Linked DNA regions of Mus musculus: region 2 is linked to region 1. The links are chromatin contacts, called in public HiChIP or PLAC-seq maps. All regions are on one chromosome and are shown on one strand. Each heading gives the region's core, a stretch centred on a gene start, on an enhancer-like site or on the middle of the called end of the contact. The rest is flanking DNA. Distances are from core to core; before and after follow the strand shown.

Region 1 (3,730 bases), core at 905-3,404:
TCATCACGCTACCCAGCTCTCTCTTCAAACGTACATTTCCTTTATGTTCTCCCTGCTTTTCCTTGTCTCACTAATCATATGCTTTATGTCTCCTTTGATAGATTTTCCTTATGCTTCAACTTCTCTCTCTCTGACCTTGGAAAGCTGCAGTGTCCCTCACTTTGGTCCTGGCACTCACGTGTTTCCTTAAGGTTTCATTTGGAGAGTCTGACAACAAGTTCTGGGCCATTCATGTTATCTATAACTAGATTCGTGACACCCACAGCACTTTGCAGCACTTCATTGACTGGAAAAGCTATCTTGACTTTTAGGTGGAAAATGGAGCCTTGGGCAAACTACTGCCCACTTACAAAAGCCTACCACTCTTCTGCAGTGGAGAGCAGTCAGCTCAGAACTCACAACTGCTCCTTACAGAGAGGAAGCATATATGAAGTCCTCGGCTACAAATTGGACATCAATATCACACTTCTCCAGCAAGGCTCAGGCACAGTTTTCAAAGAGAAATAAGAAATATCCTAAGAGCCAGGGTTTTTTTGGAGAAAACTAGATCAAAACAGTGTCTTCTGGACATGATAAGACCATTGTACTCATGAGCTCACAGAAGCTGTGGTCACCTCAGCAAGATCTGCACAAGATCAAGCTAGGCAGCATCCCAAGATAGGGGTAGGTCAGAGGATATGAGTCCCCAGCCTCTGCTGTGGAGATATTAACAGGTGATAGTTGCTAGGAGTCAAGAGTCAATTTTCTTCTAGGCTATAGATGCTGGTCAGTCAATACCACATTCCAGTGGGTGGTCCCATATCTGTGCAAATACAGGCAGCATGAACTGTATTCTGAGGCTTATGACAAATAATAACAGCAAAAAACAGAAGAATGAAGTTAGGGGGAGGAGAGTGGTCAGGGGTAGGGCTGATTAAAATATATTATGTGCATGCATAAATCTTTGAAAGAATTAATCAAAATACTATATTTAAATTTAAAATTAATTCTGCCCCTCCCAGCTCTCTCTACCCAAGTGTTTGCTAAGGTGCCACATCCTGTACATGGACTTGGTTTTTCTCCTTCTTTCTACCATGCATGTAATCAACAAGCAAATGTACACCATGTTTTCAAATATCTACAATCACATCTTAGTGCTTTTACTGTTACTAATCCAGTCCAGTTTTCTCTCACCTTGGTCATCTCCCAACTCACCTACATCTCTGTGTTTGTCTCATGTGCTATCTTCCCAGTTCAGCAATTAGAATGGCACAGAATGAGTCTAAACTGTCCACCTTCTTCTCTAAAGCCTCTGATGGAAGCATTTATTACTTAGGACTGAGCACATTTAGCTTATGGAGATCCTCCTCTATCTCTGTCTCATTTCCTGTCTTTCAGCCTCTCTCTGTCTCTGTCTCTGTCTCTGTCTCTCTTTCTCCCTCTCCCTCTCCCTCCCTCTCTCTCTCTCTCTCTCTCTCTCTCTGTCTCTCTGTCTTTCTACTCTCTGCTCTGATGTCTTCACTTCATAGCTGATAATGGTACCACTTTGGTTTCTAATTTTAACTGTCACCATTTGGTGAGAACCTTTTCTGCTTTGTAAGCCATTTATTATGCAATGCCTTCTTTGTAAACTAAAATACTCACAACAAAAACCTTTTTCAAATTCTTTTGATATATAATTACCAAGTACAGTTAATGAGATAATACAAACAAATTGTAGATAATTCTTTCCTCTTCCAAATATCTTGTGGAATCACCTTACTTGGCGTTATACTTTTCTTTCTTCGTGTCTCTTGGTGGCTGGTTGACTAGAGGAAGCAATATCCTTTGCGGTAACCCTGCAGATTATTTTCAAACACAGGCTTTTAAAAACAATTTTAATCTAATCAAAATGTAGTGATAGCCTGGAATTAAAATATGCAAGGAGAGGGTTTCCTAATGCTTTATTTCAGTGGGATGTGAAGTTAGAATTGTTAAGAAATGCAGAATGCTAATTAAGCAGAGTTTGCAAGCTGGGGATGAGAGGAAATAACCTGATGTGAACTCGACATCAACTTTCCTCATTAAAAGTTCACAGAAGCCAATGACCAGATGGCACAGGCTGTAAGGTCATGACCGTGAGGAGTCCTAAGGGGTTGCTCCCTTTAGTCATTCCATCAACCAGCAGGGGGAGACACAGAATGCTTCTTGCTACTCCAGAAACAACTCCCTGAACATGGGGACTTCATCAGGACTCTGTCCCTAACAGGTAGAACAAGTTGGTCCAGGCTGACTAAGCACTGCCCTCTAAATGCTTTTGGTTTCCTGGTTAGAGTTGAGTTTGCATTCAAGTGACTCCTTCGAAGGAAGAACTTGAGTGTATTTGATGGTTTACTTATACTAAATTATAGCATATATAGGTTCATACAAATTTACGTATCACATTCACATAAATACACTTAGTCTATGGTTGTAAAATATTTGTGGCTATGATTGGAATCCATCCAATTAAAAATTTGATTTTTTTCTATCTACTAATATTCACATGTAATTAGTCATAGCCCAAGAGTCAACTCTGTGGGAGATGACAAACAGAAATTTTTATAGGCCTGGAAGCAAAGTGTATTGAATATTTTAAATGTCTATGGTAATAAGGTAACCAGAGGATCTAAGCTTTGTGTTCAATCCCTCAAGAACCAGATAACTTTGCTTTCGTTTACTCAGCCATTCAATTTTGCACTTGCCCAAGATCTCTACCCCATGGCAGCTCCTCAACTAAGTAATAGAAACAATGGAATATCATGATATCTTGTATGTTGGCAAATGGATATTTAACAATGAGGCAGTCTCCTCCAAAAAGCACAACAAATATGAATGAGGTGATAATGTCCCTCAGATGGAGGAATAATTAACTTTGTCTGAAGTAGGCTTGTAGAGAGGGATAATGCCCAAGTGTGGCTTTAAGGACTAACCAAAAAGACTGAGAGACAAGATTGTAAAACAGATCATGAGAACAATATAACTGAGTGAGTCTCCTACATTTGAATTTCAAAAAGGAATCACATATGAGAGAGGCAAGGGGTGTGTGGATTGGGCATAGTAGAGACTAGCAGCCCAAGAATGGAGCAGACTCAGAATAAATCAAGAAAACTTGGCTCTAGTCAAGCAAGCAGCTGTTCAAAGTCAGATCGTTTTTCAGACTCCTCAGTGGGCACACCTGCTGAGAGATGCATCCTAAAGAAAACTGAAGGACCATGGGAACAAATCTAAACCCTAAACATCACAATGGGCATAACATATGGCCTCTTCCTTCAGGAAGGTTACCTCCAACATACTCACAGAAGAGGTTGAGCTGTGAAGTACTAGGTGGCATGGATTCTCAAAAAGTAAATGGTGCATTTAAGGACAATTTCAACTTTAAATTTATTTTTCCTACTCAACAATAATATTTCCTTCCCCAGGCTTTAATTCTAAATATTAAATATTGCACCATGGAAAGCCCTCCAAAAGACTTTCTTGACAAGCAATCTCTGAGACTTTCACATAGCTACAAAGGCAAAATAACTCCAAACAAATCCCTGGTTTCCTTTCCTCATTTGATTTCCTTGAGTAATGATTTTATTTAATGTTACAAACATTTCAGTAAGTCTTTGAGAATTCCATACAATATATTTTGATCATATCCATGACCTACTCTTCCACCAACTCATTCCAAATTGACCCACCTCACTATCTCACCTCCAACTGTGTGTGCATGTGCGTGTGCGTGTGA
Region 2 (3,962 bases), core at 1,031-3,530, 150 kb after region 1:
AGCAGAGATGTAGCCCAGAGGTGGATGTTAAACTTCATTAAAAACTTCCATATTTCCAAAGTGATTCCACTAAATTACACTTCCATTAAGCAGCAAATGAATCCCAGCTTGTCCTGGCTGACACTTAGTCTTGTCAGCTTTGATTCTTGTTTTGTTGTCTTTAGCCATGCTGATGGATGTGCAAAATCTTGCTGTGGTTTTATTAATTACTTTCACCTAGTGACTAATTGCATTGAGCATCTTCCCATATGAGTGTTTGGCCATTTAGATCATTTCTTTTATAAAGGCCCTTCAACAGATCTTTCTATACTTTGAATTTAGGTTGTGTTCTTCCTGCTTCAGCATGGGACATTTTATATATTTAAGATTTGAGTTTTTTGTTTATTTTTATACTACAGATTTGAATTGCCTCTGGAGGCTACATTGTCTTCTTGTTGGTGACATCTTAATAAAGTCTAATGTCAGTCCTTTTCTTCATAGTTTGTCCTCCTTGTGTCTTGTTTAGGGTCTATATTCACCCCAGATGAGGATCCTGTTATACATTTTTATCTAGATTACCATTCACTCAGATAGATAGATAGATAGATAGATAGATAGATAGATAGATAGATGGATGGATGGATGGATGGATGGATGGATGGATGGATGGACGGACGGACGGACGGACGGACGGACGGACAGACAGACAGACAGACAGACAGACAGACAGACAGACAGACAGACAGACAGATAGATAGATAGATAGATAGATAGATAGATAGATAGATAGATAGATAATATATTAGAATTAGACCTACAGATGAAATGTTTGAAACATGAGATGGTATACAAGCAAAACTGGAGAGCTGGATCAGTGGCTAAGAGTACTTGCAGCTCTTACAGAAGACCCATTCAGTTCCCAGCACCCATGTCATGCAACTCACACCCACCAGTATCTCACTTTGAGGGAATCAAATACCTGTTCAGGACTTTTTGGCTACTTGCAGGCATATGTGGATACATATATACAGGCCCACATATATACAAAATAATAATAAAACTCATCTTTTAAAAGCAGATTCTATATGAGCAGAACGCTCCCCTTCACCTTGTCATACAGAGACTTTAGGATTTGTTTCATAGTCTTGTATTGCTTATGTAAGTTAACTATCTACAAAACTAGTTTGCTCTGCCCCTTCCTAACACTCTTGTTTCAGTGCTGACTTGCTATGGGGCTAGCACTTCTGATTCCTACCTTAAGTTTCCTGCTCTTTCAATGACTTATGTTGGACTGCCCACACGGCATCCCATTTGTAGGCTTGCCCTACCTCTGGATTCTTGAATTGAGTACTACACCAGGATCAGATGTGCTTCTCTGGATAACTGCTGTGTGGAAACTTTTATTCTCTAATGGCTGATGTCTGTCACTGGATTTCAAGGAGAATAGTTTCTGTGTTTTCCTAACCCAACTTGTTCAGGCTTCCTATAGAATTCACAGTTTGAAGACAAGTAATTCCAAGACCTCCCTTTTACAGATTTTGTTTGTTTGTTTGTTTGTTTGTTTGCTTTGTTTTTTCAGATTTTTTTTTTTTTTGATCCACAAACTGCCAGGAAATAAGGAGGTCCTACGTACAAATGTGGCATTCCAGAGTTTCAAAGAATCTTATTTCTCTGTAGGAAGCTGGTTCAGACCCATAAGGGTACTCAAGGTTAGCTTCTCAGCCAGTACTAGAGCTGAGCCTTGTGTGTGTGTATGTGTGGGGCGGGGGGTGGGGGAGTCCTTGAGATTGAATCATGGCATGCAGCATTTTTAAATGGGAAGTTGGCATTTATTGAGCAAAGGTTTTAGCACAGATTTAAGCACAGGCATTAAAAGGGTGGAAGAGAGACATGGGCAAAAAGCACATTCCTAGAGCAGGTTTAGTTTTCTCAAGAGAGAAGAGCAGTGCCATCCGTCACGTGCAAACCTAAATATTACTCTTTACACTTTAGGTCAGATTCTCAAGAAGCGACCCTGACATCTGAGTGCACATAATCTGTGGCAGAAAATATGCCCAGGAAGAGAAGGAATCACAGGAAAGAAAATGAAACCAATCACACCCACTCTTTCAAGAATAGTTGCAATCTTAGTTTGAACTCACAGGCAGGTTCTTGAGTGTCGTACCGGACCCATGATGTGTCTGCCCTAGTTAGTTTGAAGCTACAAGCTACCGGTGATTGAAGCGGGAGGATACAGAAGACCAGGACAGAACACACTACGTGGTACAGTTTCATCTGTTTAGGTGAGTGGGCGCTGTCAGTCAAGTCGCTTGTGTGCACCATTCATAAGAGCAAAACACCTGGCATCTCTGAGGAAGTGGCACCAAGAAACCAGCATAAAAAAAAATCTGTAGAATCTGAGAGGCAGAACGTTAATGTACACCTATCAGACTTAAAGTATAAATTAAACCTCGTGGTTACTTACAATGCTGATGGATTCAGAAATGAGACTGAGCCATAGGCCTCACTCAGTGCCCTATGTGTTGGGTAACCCTACTAAGAACAACAGGCATAATGATCAGAAAGGGCTTATTGGCTGCTTTATCTGGCTGACTTTAATAATTTCATTATAGTTCTGTGTGGCCGTGGTACGTTAGAACTCTATGACCCAATACATTCCTTCATCCATTCTCAAATCCTCTCAATAGTAACACAAGACAGATAGCATTGAGACATAAAGTGAGGAAGGACAGTGTGCTCCCTTCCTCAGGAGCTGACACTAGAAGCTGAAGTAGGCAGTGAGCTTATGTCTAGGAAGAGGCAAAGCTAACCGTCTCAACCCATTCCCCAGATGCCACCCAGGAACTCAGTTCAGTTGCATCATGGAAAGATGTGTGCAATTAACTCAATCACGACAATATAGAAGTAATGAGACCATTTTTTCTACTTCCCTAAAATGACTCTTGTGGTGGTGGGATAGAAAAATCTGTTGGATTTAATTTAAGTTATTAGAGATTTCTGAGAGGTGTTACTTTTCCATTAAAACACAATTATGAAAACTGCACAGAAATTAAAATCAAACTCAGCTTTGAAGTGGTGAGTATGAGGCTAAAAGACCATTCCTCCCGTTTTATAAACACTTCCCCAGGGTGTGAAGGACTCAGCCATAGGTGTGTGATTTTCCTTATCCCCAAGAATCAACTGAAATATGGCAACTCTAGATCCAGCTTATACTAGATCCCGCCTTAGCATCAGCTGCCAAGATGTGATCAATTTAAGACAGATTCCCCAAATTAATTATGTTTTCCTGTAAAACATAGAATTAATTTTAAGTGAGGAGTATTAAAGTGGAATGTATAATACACTATTCAAACGACCTGTTGTAATTTTTTTCCCAAATGAGTGTACTGCACATGATGTGCCTGTGATGGTATTAATTATTTATCACTCTATGTGGCAAAAATATCAATTATAATAAATAGTAAAAGGGCTATTAGCTTTCTTGAACAATAAATAAAATGGAAGTTTCAAGATCAATATGATGAATATGTTAAGTTAAAATTCTCTTTTGCCGTAAGAGTTTATAGGATTTTATGTAGCAATCCCATGAAAGTGTCACAGACTTTTTAAAAAGAAATATATTAAATAAAAATAAAAATCTATTAAAGAAGGTAATTTTAAATATTTAATGATATAATTAGGTCTTATTAATGTAATGCTCTTTATTTTTCAGATTAAAAATTCACAGGGCTGTCGTCTTTTCCATCTTAATCAGATATCCTGTTTGTTGTAATTATTTGTTAGGTATTTTCATTCACATTTGATGAATATTAACTGTTTGAAATAAAACAGTATTTTTTTCCATTTGCTAGTTTGAGGAACAAGGGTTACTTTGTATCTAGAGAAAGGACAGCCAGAAAAAGAAAAGGAAAGATAGTACCTGTCCCTCTGCCAGACCCAGAGCAGAGATCCAAACCCTAAACTCCTACTGCTAGCTGTGCAGG

What was found. HiChIP or PLAC-seq counts read pairs in DNA pulled down with a chosen protein or histone mark.
Region 2: a contact with region 1 is called in an H3K27ac HiChIP or PLAC-seq map of bone marrow-derived dendritic cells, with 2.5 times the contacts expected there. The contact joins two enhancer-like sites. A contact is called at or near these places in 1 of 15 datasets of contacts at CTCF or cohesin (the NIH/3T3 cell line), 1 of 484 Hi-C or Micro-C datasets (CD4 T cells) and 1 of 115 datasets of contacts at active chromatin or transcription factors (bone marrow-derived dendritic cells).

What each region holds. Positions count from the first base shown.
Region 1 is chr17:52,181,350-52,185,079 of GRCm38.p6, reverse strand. No RefSeq gene overlaps it. Among named protein-coding and RNA genes, the nearest start is that of Gm19585, 34 kb to the right of the region's middle. Within about 2 kb of position 2,154, at least 20 of the 459 cell types and tissues checked have an H3K27ac peak or open chromatin away from gene starts, as enhancers often do.
Region 2 is chr17:52,029,534-52,033,495 of GRCm38.p6, reverse strand. No RefSeq gene overlaps it. Among named protein-coding and RNA genes, the nearest start is that of Gm19585, 120 kb to the left of the region's middle. Within about 2 kb of position 2,280, at least 19 of the 459 cell types and tissues checked have an H3K27ac peak or open chromatin away from gene starts, as enhancers often do.